Regions from separate parts of the Ovis aries genome. Here region 1 is linked to region 2. The links are chromatin contacts, called in public Hi-C maps. All regions are on one chromosome and are shown on one strand. Each heading gives the region's core, a stretch centred on a gene start, on an enhancer-like site or on the middle of the called end of the contact. The rest is flanking DNA. Distances are from core to core; before and after follow the strand shown. Region 1 holds the start of JUNB (JunB proto-oncogene, AP-1 transcription factor subunit). Region 2 holds the start of IER2 (immediate early response 2).

Region 1 (6,525 bases), core at 1,844-4,343, 300 kb after region 2:
TGGCCACAGAAACGTTGCATATACTATTCTCTCTGGCAGAACTCTGTTACTGAGGATTTTCTCAGGGGTCAGCTGAAAAATCGCCTCATTAAAGTTCCGTGTTCCCAATTCATTCTCCAAAGCAGCTCACCTCCCCTGCTCCATCACGACCATTGTGACCAGTTTTTTTTCTTTCTTTTTTTCTCTCTTCCTGGCACTAACCACCATCTCCAAATCATGTTTGCTTGTTTATAGTCTGTCTGCCCTGGTCTAGCTAGTGACTCCAGGACCGGGTCGTTCAGTATTTTATAAACAAATTAATGGAGCGTTTGTTCTACGGCACCTAGGTCCTGTGGCCTGGTTTCTCGGTCTGTGTTTTTCTCTGCTGTTCTGGGGGCTTCCAGCTCCGAAGCCTGCCAGATCCCCATCGGGGCTCGCCAGCCGCCCTCCCACCCGTCCTAGCTGCGGGGGAGGCAGCCCCGTGCGAGGGCGGCGGCGGCGCCCGGCGGCCCGAGCAGCCGCCCCGGCAGGACCAGACCTGGCAGTCGCCCCGCTCCCGGCCTGGCACCCGGGAGGGGAAACTGGCAGGCGGGCACCGCCCTTCCTGGCGGGGGTGGGGAGGGGATCGCGGTGGCAACGACGCTCAGGCAACTGCATCCCCCCGCCCGGGTCAGGTCAAATGCAGCGGGCGTGGGCTGGGCAGGACCCAGGGGCCAGCCCGATGGGGGAAACTCTGGGGTAGCTCTTGGGGCTCTGGAGCGCGGCCCGCCCACCGCGGACGCTCTGGACCCAGGCCTGGGGCTTTCCGGGCCTCGGTAGCCGCCAGCCTGGGAAAATCCCGGCCCCCTTCCCGGCGCCGCAGCCCTGCCCGGCAGAGCGGGGGAGGGGATTCCCGGAATCTGCCCGGAGACCGCCGTCGCGTCACTGGGCAGAATCAGCCCATGTTTGGACAGCGCTTCCGCAGCGTCAGCGGGGAAAGCCCCGGCGCGCGCGGCTGGGAGGTGCCGCGCCTGCGCGCTGAGCGTTTTGCCCAAGGCATCCTGTCCCCTGGCCCTGGGGGCGGGGGGGGGGGGAAGGGTGGCTGGACTGTGTACACACCCTGGACCTTCCAATCCGGGAGATCAGGAGACGCCAGAAGGGTTGGACACCCGGCTGAGGGTGCAAGATGCCTGAACAGAACTGGCGAGGTTGACACAGTTACAGGAGCAAGCCACAAACAGCCGTGGGGTGGGGGCTGCCCAGTACTCCCCTCCCTCCCCCCTGGCCGGCTTGAAAAAAAGACAACAGAAATTAATAAAGAACTTTTTTTTTTACTTAAATAGATTCAATAAAAAGTAAGGACAATAAACGAACTCACACATAAACACAGCTTAAAATAACTCCTTTAGAAACCGACTGCGTGTTTCTTCTCCACAGTACGGTGCAGAGGGGGGAGGGCAGGGGGCGGGGGTCCCCTCCCCAGTATCCCCGAGGGCTAGAGTACCGGGCGGCGGGGCCAGCTCCGCCGCAATCGCCCCCTCCTCCCCTCCCTGTTAAATACACAAATATATTATATTCAATATGAATTGAGTTCTGCAGGAAAAAAATAAAAAAAAATAGTGGAAGGGGGGCTTGTAAACGTTGAGGTGGAAGGACTGGGCGCAGAGCGGGCGGGCAGGAGTCCAGTGTGGTTAGTTGCGCCCTCAGGCCCCGGGGCCAGTGCCCACCGCCTGCCCCCTCGCCCCATGGGAGGCGTGCGCCCAGCCGTCCAGGTTGGGGAAATGTCCGTACGGGGGATAAGGGGGCGCTCAGAAGGCGTGTCCCTTGACCCCAAGCAGCAGTTGGCAGCCGTTGCTGACGTGGGTCATGACCTTCTGTTTGAGCTGGGCCACCTGCTCCCGGAGGAGGCCGGCAGTGTTGGACAGCCCCGCGTTCTCGGCCTTGAGCGTCTTCACCTTGTCCTCCAGGCGCGCGATGCGCTCCAGCTTCCGCTTCCGGCACTTGGTGGCCGCCAGCCGGTTTCGCAGCCGCTTGCGCTCTACTTTGATGCGCTCCTGGTCTTCCATGTTGATGGGGGACACCGGCGGCGTGGCATCGCGGCTGCGCGCCTCAGGCACGGTCTGCGGTTCCTCCTTGAAGGCGGAGGCGCCACGGCCCAGGCCCAGCTGCGCCGGGTGGCCGCCGGCGAAGGGCGGCGCGTGTGGGAGGTAGCTGATGGTGGCCGTCGGGTACGAGCTCCCTGTCCCGACGGCGGCCCCGGCTCCTCCGGAGGGCGCAGAGGCCGGAGAATAGCTGCTGAGGTTGGTGTAGACTGGAGGAGGCTCCGGGCCGGCGTAGACGCCCCCGGGCCCGGCTGGGGGGCCCCCGCTGGTGCCCAGGGACACGTTGGGGGGCGTCACGTGGTTCATCTTGTGCAGGTCGTCCAGCGCTTTTACAAAGCCGTCGGCGAAGCCTTCCTGCTCCTCAGTGACGCCGCCCCCTGCGCCCCCCGCACCTCCACCGCTGCCACCCCCGCGGGGGTAAAAGTACTGTCCCGGGGGCGTGGGCGTCGTCGTGATCACGCCGTTGCTGTTGGGGACGATCAGGCGCTCCAGCTCCGATGAGGCGAGCTTGAGTGACGCGCCTGTGTCCGAACCCTGGCTAGAAAAGTAGCTGCCTCCGCCGTTGCCCTCTGGGCCAGGACCCCGCGCACCAGGTGCTTTGAGATTTCGGTAGGGGTCGGCCAGGTTGAGCGCCAGGCTGGGTTTCAGGAGTTTGTAGTCGTGTAGAGAGAGGCCGCCCGGGGTCCGGCCGTATCCCGCTGTTCCGTATGATTCGTCGTGGTAGAAGGGCTGTTCCATTTTAGTGCACATCCGGGCGGCCCGGGCGGTCTGAGGGGGTCCCTACGGGGCCGCCCCGGGCCTCGCTGCAGCTAGCCGCGCGCAGTCCGCGGCTGTGCCTGTATCGGGTGTCTGGACGAACGTTCCTGAGGGCTGGCACTGGTCGGGAGAGGCCGGTCGGAGGCTGTGCGAGGAAGCTGTGCGGCTTCTCGAGCCCCTTTGCCCCTCTCTAGCGCGCTCGTTTTCTTGGTGTCGCTTCTCCCTTGCTCCCTGCTCCCTGCTGGCTCCGGTGCTGGCTTGGCCGTGCTCAAGGTCCCGGCCGCTCCGCCAGAGCCACAAGCCTTTATACCGCGGTTGTCAGCCACGGAAGTGCGCTCTGATTGGCTGTCACCGGAGCCAGGCCCCCGCACCCCCCTTCTGGAGCGTGGGGAAGGGGAGGAGGCGGCTCGCGTCATTGTCAGGAAGCGCGTGTCCTTGTAAACAGCGGCCACGGGCTGGGTGGCTCGGAGCGCCTGCAGGGGGAGGGGCCAGAGGACCCTAGGGTGCGTGAGGAAGGGGTTGCTGGGGCGATCCGAGGCACACCGGGAGAGGTTTCGGGGAGGGTGATGATTTCCCTGGAGTACGCGATAAGGGATACGAGAAATTGGTACTGAGCAAGTGTGTGCGTGTTGGGGGGAGGGGGTGGTCCCGGGATGCACGCGGAAAGGCCTGAGTGATCTGGAGTCTTTCAGAGGTGCTGGAGGGCTGAGAATACACTGAGAGACCCCGCAAAGGAGAGACAGCAAGGTAGATGGGGAAGCGGGGGAGGAGACATCTGACTCAGAAACTGAGTGGGGGTCCTGGGTACAGGATGGTTGAGGGACTGGAATTTTCCCGGGAGGAGCTGAACCCAGGTGAAATAAGGAGGAGAGATCAAAAGTGTACCCGGGAGAGTTTGGAGGGTCCACTATGCAAAAAATGAGTCGGGGTCCTGGAGCCCACCGGAGAGAGACAGAGTCCCCGACAAGCGGGAAGGGGAAGGCATTGAGAGAAACTAGAAACGCATAAAGTGAGTGAGGGTCCTGGGGTACACTGAGGCAAGGAAAATACGTGCGGTAGAAGATTGTCAGAGGTTGGGGGTCACTGGGGTCATCTGCGAAGCCTCAATGAAGGATAGAATTAGAAGGGTCGAGGCACCCTTTCAGAACTGAGATGATATTGAGAGGGTCCCCGGTTGAGACCTGAGAGAAGGAGGGGTCTTTGAGGATCCTGGGGACCTTCCATGATCGGCTCCCCTCTCGTGGGTGCCTGTATACTCCCCACCCCAAAGCCCTCCCCTAGTGACCCTGAGGTTGACCGGCACCGTGTCGGCTCCCAGTGCCTAGACCCAGCCCGACGGCTGGGGCGCGGTCGCCCAACCCCACTCCTTCCTTAGAAACAGGCTGGGGAAAGAGCGCCGCGGCAGGAAGTGTGGCAACAGCCCCGGGGGACGGAGCCCGGCCCTGCCTCCGTCACTCGAATCCTACGGGACTAGGCACCCCGCCCTGTGTCCGGCGGGGTTCAGCGCCTCGGAAGAGGAACCTGAGCAGGCGACCCCCGAGGAAGCCAGGGGCGCTGAATAAGCCCAGCTGCCGAGGTCTCCAGTCACCGATCCCCACCCCAGTAATGGTTCAGTCCTCGGAGCCCGCAGGCAATGGCGGAGGCTGGCGGTCCCGGACGATTCCACTAGCCCGAGGAAGGGGGACCCACTGGGGAGCGGGGCCTGGTTGCCATGGCAACAGGCGGGAGTCCGCTGGCCGGACTGGGGGCGGGGCGGCCCCCGGAGTCTCGCCCCGACGCCCATATAAGGGCACAGGAAGGGGTGGGTCTAGCGCTGTCCCGGGGCCGAGGGCCCCGGTATCTGCCAGGTCCCAGGGCACGCCCGGGCCCCTGGACGGCTAGTCCCGACCAGCCCCGGCCGCCGCCCCCGGGGCCCCCACGGCCGCCTGGCCCGGCCCCACCCAGCCGCTCTGAGGCCGCGTCCTGCCAGGCCCTGCCTGGCCCGACCCAGCCTGGCAGGTCCCCGCCTGCCCGCGGGCCTGGTTCGGACTTCGCCCCCAGCCCGACGGCGAAGAGGGGGTGGGCCAATGCCTCCAGGCGACCCCGGCGCCTGGGCGGGCTGACGCGGCTGCCTCTTACCTCGAGCTGGGTGCCCTTACTTTCTGCCAGGAGGTCTGGCACATACATCCGCAAGGGCTGCGGTGCCCTCTCCTTCATTCATGTGGGTGAGGGGCCCGACTCCTGTTTTAGTATGGGGACTCCTCACCATCCAGAATACCTAAAGGGGGATCCATTCCCTCACCCTAGGTGTCTCCCTCATCTGAGGGAACCCCTCCAGAGCCCCTTCCCCAGGAATAATTGAAGGTTTAGATGGCGAGGCTTCGATTTAGACTAAAAGTGGCACTTCCAAGCAGATAGGATACCAGCCACTAGAACCAAAGTCTCTCAGAAAGTGAAGCCTCTATCTTTGGGGAGCTAGATTGAAGTTTCTTTAGGGCAGAGAAAGGCTGGGGGAGAGGAGCTAGCCAGCCTTTACAGGTCAAGCACAGAGTTCACCAAGTGTGGAGGAGAGAAGTAAAAGGAAAGAAGGCAAAAGAGAAACTGAGCTCTGCGGGGGCTGGGGAAGTCCAGCAGAGCAATGGCGCGTTGGGGAGGAAGGTCCCATGAGAAGCTGGGGGTGTCCCTATCTTTGGAGGGTCCTTGTGACCCCTGGGTACCCCCTCCCCTCCTCCCTTGCTTGAACTGCTCCCCTCCCCCGCCCTAGGCTCAAGGGAGATTCCAGTGGCCGCTGAGTCTGGCAGGCACGCTGCCAGGTCTGTGTCTCCCGCCCATGCTAATAACTGCAGCTGACATCTGGCTGGGCCCTGCGGGGGTGCAGCGGGCAGCGTTGGGGGGCTGGGCAGGTCTGACCAGAGGGCAGCATCTCAGGAAGCCAACCTGCAGGTCCCACGGGCCAGGAGGCCACAGTGAGTCAGCCCTGACCAGTGCTGAGGCTGGCCATGCCAGGGGAGTCCTGGAGAGAGGTGAGACTGTCCCAATGAGGGTAGAGATGGAGGCCAAGGACCCAGCAAGGAAAAATGGATGTATGGGGGTGGGGGTTAGGGCAGGGAGAGCTGCAGGGTTGGAGTCATGCAGACAGACAGCACGACTCAGAGACACTTAAGACAAGCAGACAGAGAAATAATTACTATTTTAATAGCTAACACTTATATGGCTCTTCCCAGGAGAAGGAAATGGCAACCCACTCCAGTATTCTTGCCTGGAGAATTCCATGGACAGAGGAGCCTGGCCCAAAGAATCAGATACCACTGAGTGATTAACACACACACACATATAGCTCTTACCATAGGCCAGGCACTCTTCTAAGTGGTTTACATAGAATAACTCATTGCCTGCTTCCAAAAACCCAGTGAAATGTATGCTATTTGCTATTAGCCCCCTTTAAGAGACCAGGCACAGCAAGATAAGAACTTGCCTCGTGTCCCATAGCTCAAAGCCCTGGGGTTGACCTAAAACCTGAGCTGTCTGGCTCCAGAGTGTTAGCCAATTTTGTGTAGATAATCACAATCACAGAGGCATATATGCAGTACCAACTGCATGCTAAGCTCTGCAAGCCCTTTCATAAAGGGTCTCCTTTATGGGGGTTGGGGACAGGACAGAGGGGTGCTGGTGTGTTTGGGGGCAAGACCAGTATGCTCTCTGCACGAGTGTTTGAGCAGGGGGTGGGGAT
Region 2 (7,329 bases), core at 4,099-6,598:
TTTTAACAAGAAAAAAGACTGAAGGAGCCTATCTAAGGTTGACTATAAATAAAGACCAGTGCAGGGCCTGAGGCAGGAACTGTTGGTGAGGTGGGGAGTAAACCAGGACTGTGAGTGTGGGGGCTAGGAGGAAGAAAGAATTAACCCTGTCAGACCTTTAGTGTTCACATTGGCAGAGGGAGCCATTCCTCCAGCTCCCTGGGCTAAGCACAGCGTCTGTACCCACTCTCCCATACATCATACTTGTATTGCTGCACGTGCTTTTAATTTTTTTCTCAAAACAAACTTTTTATTGAAGCATAGTTGATTTACCATGTTACGTTAGTTCAGGTGTACAGCAAAATAATGCAGATATACAGATAAATACTATTTTTCAAATTCTTTTCCATTATAGGTTATTACAGATATTGAATATAGTTTCCTGTGCTATACAGTAGGTCCTTGTTGTTTCTCTATTTTATATATAGTAGTATCTGCCGTATATGCTTTTATTTATTTTTTAAATTTATTTTACGTGTTTATCTGGCTGCGTCCGATCTTGGCTGTGGCATGCCGGATCCTCATTGCTTCACGCGTGATCTTTCGTTGTGGCACTTGGCCTCTCTAGTTGTGGCTTTCGGGCTTAGTTGCTCTGGGGCATGTGGGATCTTAGTTCCCCAACAAGGGATGGAACCCATGTCCCCAGTGTTGCAAGGCAGATTCTTAACCACTGGACCATCAAGGAAGTCCTTGTATGTGCTTTTATTTTAAAATTTTATGATGGGTCTTACTTGAGGAATGCAGGCTTCTGTCTCGTTGAAGAGTGCAAGCTCAGTTGGTCTGAGGCATGTGGGATACTAGTTCTCCGGCCAGCGATTGAACCCATGTCCCCTGCATTGGAAGACAGACTCTCAACCACAGGACCACCAGGGAAGTCCCCTTGTATGTGCTTTGAAATGAACTGTTGCCATTCCAGCCTCTAACAATAATAAAGTATTAACAATAAATAATTATAATTAGCCTCTAACAATAATAAATCATAAAGCGGCATACTTGGCATGCCAGGCACTTTACTAAGCACTTTATGTATACTATCTCACTTAACTGTCATAATAAACCCAAGAGATAGGGACTATTATTGTCCATTATTTACAGTCAGGGAAACTGAGGCCCAGAGAGATTAAGTGACTTGCCCAAAGCTGCACAGCAAGTACAACTGGTCATCTGGCCCTGGGATCTGTCCTCACCCTGCAACTTCCACACCAGGGCTCTGTCACTCACCATGTCAGTTCTGAGTTATCTTCACCCCACCCCCCACTCCCCAGGAGATCTCTCAGGCTGAGGCCTTTCATCCTCTAGGGAGGGAGAAGTGGACAGTCCACATTCTGCCAGACCAGTCCAGTAGGATGGGCATGTAGGTTGCTTTTTTAATTTGTGCCCACTTTGGACAACACTGTAGCGAACACTCTTCTGGAGCCTCTTTCTGCAGGTCTGAGGTTCCCTGGGGTATCCGCTGGTGATACTTTTAGTTTTCACAGCTGTGGTCCAATCGATCACTGCCAGAGGCTTTGTCCCAATAACCCAAGGCCATGTAATGGCCTGGACACCAAAGTCGATTGTTGTGACAAAATTTTCAATTTTGTCTATTCTTATGGGGCATGAATACACATTCCTTACAGGGAGGCCTGGCCAGCTGCAGTCCTTGAGGTTGAAAGGAATCAGACAGGACTAGGTGACTGAACAACAATTCTTATGGTGAAAGAGGGCTTCCCAGGTGGTTCAGTGGGGAGAATCCTCCTGCCAAGGAAAAGACCAGCAGATCCCTGGGTGGGGAAGACCCCTTGGAGGAAATGGTAATCCACTCTGGTATTCTTGCCTGGGAAATCCCATGGACAGAGGAGCCTGGAGGGTTACAGTCCATGGGGTCGAAAAGACACGACTTACAGTCTAAACTCATTGGAAAAGACTCTGATGCTGGGAGGGATTGGGGACAGGAGGAGAAGGGGACGACAGAGGATGAGATGACTGGATGGCATCACTGACTCGATGGACGTTGAGTCTGAGTGAACTCCGGGAGTTGGTGATGGACAGGGAGGCCTGGCGTGCTGCGATTCATGGGGTCGCAAAGAGTCGAACACGACTGAGCGACTGAACTGAACAGTCTAAACAACAATAAATGGGTGAAATGGGGTCTTAGGAAGGGGAACGTATTAAGGGGATGTATGTGTGTAGGGGGGTGTTCGTCCTATCTCCCACGGCATCGTCTCCAGCCCTCAGCCCCCGCGACCGGGCGCCGGAAACCCCTAAGCGGCCCGGGCGGGGGCGGGGGTCGGCCTAGCAGCTTCCCGCGGAAGGAAGCACCAGGCGGTTCCTGCGACAGGATGCGCGGCGATGCCCCCTCCCCAGTCGCCGGGGACTTCCCGGGCCGGGCCAGGTTCGCGAGGGAGTTGCTCCCACGAGGACGCACTGAGCTACCGCCAGTAGTGTGGGGTTCCAGTCTCCCCCGCTACATCCCTTTGGGGAGTTGTGGGTCGGTTCCCCCGAGTGGGCGGCAACTGAAGTCTCATTTCCCGGGAGGGAAGGCTGCGGAGGAGGCGAGGTTCCCTTGGGGTGAAGGGTGGGAGGTGGGGTTAGGAGGGAGGAGGCTGATGGACACAGGGAAGGGGGGTGCGGTGGGTGAACGAGCCTGGAGGGGAGCCAGGGGCGGGCGTTCTGGGGCAGGGCCGCCCCTCCACCTCGCCCTCCTCCTCCTCCCCTCCGACCTCGGGGTCAGGTCCCCCGGGTCTCAGGAAGCCCGCAGTGGCGGGGCCGGCCGTCTGGAGGCGGGGCGGGAGCTTTCCCGGCGCCTGCCCCCGCCTTCACTCCCCGCACCTGCGGCTCCTTTGTCCTCCCCACAGCCCCCGCCCCCACCCCCTGGGGCAACCCCGACTGTCACTCTCCTGAACTGGCGTTGGGGAAATTGTCAGGGTTTTCTCTCGGGGTGGCGAACCTGGGGATGGGGTGGGGCCAAAGTCAACGAGTGCTCCCGCGGGTATTTCTAAACCCACAGTCTCGAAGGGAAGTTGCTGGGGCCCATTCCGCGTATGAGGAAACTGAGGCTGGAAGCTCAGGTCCTTGCCTGAACCACACAGTTACGCTGCCCGAGACTGGAACTGGGCGTAAAGGGCGCTCCAAAGCTCACCAGTCCAGCCCCACCCCAATCCTGGGAACCCTGCCGATTCAGTTAATCAAGTGGGGGGAGGGTAGCTATCCTTCCATTCTCCAAAGGAGGCCTGATACCCAAGTCGGCTAGGGTCACTGTACCCAGCAGTATCCCCCAAACATCTGAACTCGGAAAGCCTTCTCACCCAGAGTTGTAGGGAGGGGGTGTGTGTCCAAGATCCCGCCAAACGTGCGACGTTTAAGAAAAGGTCGGAGCGCCAGGCGCCCAGCACGAAAGCGCTCTGGCAAAGAAAAGGGGTCGGCCCCTTCCCGCCCACTCTGCCCACGTGGTAGCGGTCAGACCGGTTTCTGGGGCCCCAGCAAGCCGCCGCCAGCTCTTGACCCTTTAACCCTGCCCCTCCCCCACCAGGGAAGAAAACCAGACAGGCTGCACAGACTTTGTATACAATTGGTCTTTATTTTCCTATCTGGCGATTCTAGCAAAAAGGCCAGATAGAGGGAGTTACCAGAATCCACCAGTAAAGGCAAACAGAAACCCAAAATGCCCTGGCGAGAGAGAATCTCCCGCCTCCCCCAAACTGGCCAGTCTCGCCCGCCACTGATCCCAGCTCAGCCCTACAGCGCTACCCCCATTTTTGTGATTCAGACCAGGAACGTCCGGGTTGATCGTTTCTGTGGGTCAAGCTTGAGACGGTGAACAATATTCCCACCTCTAACGCACCACATGAGAAAAAATTTTAAAATGAAATTAGATCAGCCCTCTACCTCCGGAGGCGTAGGGGCTTCGGGCAATAACCCGCAGAAAGGCGCAGTGACTCAGGCCGCCCTCCTCCCATTCCCCAGGGCGGTCCACACCCCAGGTCCTCCTCCCGGCCCCCACCCACGCACGGCAGCAGGAAGCTCCCCACGTCTGCCCCATGACGCAACGATGACCGCTTGCACAAGTATGTCACTGGAGGGGGAAGGGGAGTGCCTGGAATTCTCTGAAGTTAGAAACGCAAACACCGACGATTGAAAAACCTTATTGAAAGGGCAGCATAGCCCCCAGTTTAAAAAAAAAAGTCCGACCCTGAGGAGTTTCAAGAACCAAGCCTCCCTTCTCCCAGTTCCAGGAGTCGGTGAGGTTCACCTCCCAGTCCGTTAAAACAGCACCGATGGGAACAGCAGGTCTGGGGGGAAGGCGCCCGCGCCTCCGGCTCGGGCTCCTCGGCGTCGCCGCTCCACACAGGTAGCGACGGCTCCCCGGGGGCAGAGTCCCTCTCGGGGCCTCTGGGCAGCCCGGGCGACTGCTCCTCTCCACGGCTTTCGCGAGCGCTCCCCCGGGGGTGGGCCTCGCCTCGGGTCTGCGTACTCTGGCCGACGGTTCGGCGCTCTGGGCTCCGGTAGCGCCGCCCTGGAACCCTCAGAAGGCCACCACGGCCCGCACCAGGACGTTGAGCATGTTGTCGGCCGGGCGGCAAGCCGGCTTCGCCTCGCACGCCGGGGACGCCGTCGGAGGGCTGGCAACAGGACTGCAGTTCAGGAGGCCGGAGAAGCGCCTCTGCAGGACGCGCGCCAGGTTGGGGAAGGCGCCCTCCGCTTGCGCCGGAGCGGGCTGCAGGCGATCAAGGACCTCCGAAGACGCCCCTTCCTCCTCCTCCTCTTCTTCTAAGCGGGCTTTCTTGCTCGGGACCAGAGCGGCGTCCGCACCATCGCTAAGGCTGCTGCTCCGCCGCTTGCGGCTGATTTTGGCGGGGAGCTGGACACAGCGGGCAGGGCTCTCCTTGGCTCTCGGTGCCTCCTGGGTGTCCATGGGTTCCGGAGAGGGCTGCTCGCCGTTGCCGGTCGCTGCCTTGGCTGCGGCTTCCGCTTCCCGAGGAGGGTGCAGGCGAGGATCAGGGGAGCGGACAGCCGGCAAGGGCACCTCGGGTTCCTGGGCTTCCACCTTGGCCGAGAGGTAGAGCTCCCGGGCGCTGCGCATGACCAGCGACAGCTGCAGGCTCCGGTGCAGCCGCAAGCCACCGCGCTGCATGCGTGAATGGTACATCTTCCACACCGACAGGGTCATGATCCGTTGCGCCTCCTTCTGCACTTCCATAGCTGCTCGAGGGCGAGGGCGGCAGGGACTCCCGGCTGGGAACGGCAGGTGGCAGGTGCACTTCGGACAACGCGCTCGTTCACGCCACTCTCAGCAGGACAAGCCACGCGGAGACACTGCCAGGACGCTCTGCCCGGGCGCCCGCCACCCGGGCCCTTTTGTACCAGGAGTGAAGTCACCGAGACGCCCCGCCCAATCAGAGAGCCGCATCCGGGCTTTCCGCGACGCCTCGCCGAGAGACTCCTTAAAGCGACAGAGTGGGATTTACTGAGAGAAAAGGGACCCGAACTCCTGTGAGGAGAAGCGTCCCCCAGTCCAAGCTGAACTCTCGGGGTGGTCTGCTTTTTCCGGGCCCCTCACTGAACCCGCGCGCAGGCCGCGGGGGGCGGGGGGCGAGGGCCGTGGGTGGTGCTCAGGGCCCACCCACCGGTTGTGTCTGGAGACCCCAGCGGGTCCTAGGCTGCACCTTCGCACCTGAGAAAACTTGAGTTCCAAACGGTAGATCCCCGGTGGAAACTGTCTACCATCCACCAGGAGCCTAATTAACGTGTTTTTAAAAAATCAACAATGGTGCTAACAATTATTAAGCACTTGCTAAGTGCCAGGCGCTAAAGGCTTTCCTATCATAAACATCTCATTGATCTCTCTCTTCCACTCGTAGAGTAGTTGTATCTTACTTCTTTAGGCGAGTGACTCGTCCAATATTTGCTAAACGAATACTTGAGCCACTGCGGTGAAAGGGGACCAGTGGAGTCTCCAGCACTCTTGTCTTGCCAGCCTCCGCCCACCCTCCTCACTCCCCTTGTTTGGAGGCGGTAAGAAGGCGGGACACACCGCCTGGGTCTAGGGCAAAGTTGTCCACTTCACGGGAGGTGGATGTCTGCAGACAAGAGCGCAGCCTAAGCTACAGTCTCTGTGCTCCGCATCCAACATCCCTCTCAGTTTCCCTCCTCGCGAAATCCACCGTGGGCGTCCATGCCCTAAGGCGGAGGACCCGGCAGCAACACAGGACGAGTGAACACGTGGCTGTGGCCCCCTAAACGACGCAGCCGAGCTCCGCCTCTGCTCCCGGGGAGGCGGAGTTGGATTAGGACTTGGAAACAGAGATAGAGCAGATAGATAGAAAACATCAGCCCCACCTTCTGCTACGCACTAAGATTGCAAGAAATATTATTTCCAGTTCCTGAAAAACCGCGAAATTGTTCGAACAGCTCCCTTCATTCGTAGTGCGGGCTCTTTAAGGGCAAGCTCCCCCGCCCCCTCCACACCGGTGCGCGAACCTTCCCGCCACTCTATCAGCCATACTTCCACAACTAAATTTGGAAGTAGTGACGTAGGGCAAGCTCGAGCCGCTTCCGGATGCCCTTATAAAGACAAGGGCCGGGATCGCTGTACGTGACCGTAGCCGGCCTCTTCCGGATGAGCGGGGGTGGTGCCTTAGCCTCCCTGCACGCCCCACACCCCGCAGCCCCCCCGCCCCGCTCTCCCTCTACCGGCAGCTAGAGCTGGCTGGAGCCCCCGGTTTCCGGAGCCGCGTCCAGCGAGGTCGGCGCAGAGTAAGAGGAAAGTTTCGCTTCCTTCCCTCCGGAGGCCAGAAAGGTGTGGCACCTTTCCGGGAAAGCCCCCTGCCGGTGGGCTCACTTTGAAGCCATCTCCCAGAGACCTACACAAAGACCTTGCCAACACAAGCAGCTACTCCCTAAGGACCTAAGGGTCACTACATTCCTGTCCTCGCCACCCCTCCTATGGAAACTCCCAGACCCCTTTTCATGTATTTCGGCACCTCCACCAAACACTGATCTCATGCACCTTTGGAGCATGCTCAGATCCTCCACACCCAACCCCGGCACAGGGAAACTCAGCAAGAATTCTCTCGCCTAGAAAACTCCCCAAACTATCTCCATTCAGCGATCCTTCCACATATTATGGCAACCTACTGAGGACGCCCCCATTTTTTGTCCCTTCCCTCCACGAAACTTCACAACGACATCTCCAGCTTAGATGCTCTCCCTGACGCACAACAGGGGCAACCCTCCAGGGACTTCTTCAGACGTCCGCTCCAGAAATCCGGACCCTACACAGGGGACAACTGCTTCCCTCCTATAAAAAAC

What was found. Hi-C and Micro-C count contacts between places; a contact is called where the count stands out from the background.
Region 1: a Hi-C map of liver shows a contact between it and region 2, with 3 times the contacts expected there. The contact joins the promoter of JUNB here to the promoter of IER2 in region 2. A contact is called at or near these places in 2 of 16 Hi-C or Micro-C datasets (blood and liver).

What each region holds. Positions count from the first base shown.
Region 1 is chr5:11,036,828-11,043,352 of ARS-UI_Ramb_v3.0, forward strand. JUNB (JunB proto-oncogene, AP-1 transcription factor subunit) reads right to left here and starts at 3,094. Exons shown (of 1, transcript XM_027969552.2): 1 at 1,270-3,094. The coding sequence starts at 2,810. The coding sequence ends at 1,767. HOOK2 (hook microtubule tethering protein 2) reads left to right here and starts at 3,237. Exons shown (of 22, transcript XM_060415421.1): 1 at 3,237-5,818. The coding sequence starts at 5,795.
Region 2 is chr5:10,734,417-10,741,745 of ARS-UI_Ramb_v3.0, forward strand. IER2 (immediate early response 2) reads right to left here and starts at 5,349. Exons shown (of 4, transcript XM_060415413.1): 1 at 3,327-5,349. The coding sequence starts at 5,218. The coding sequence ends at 4,544.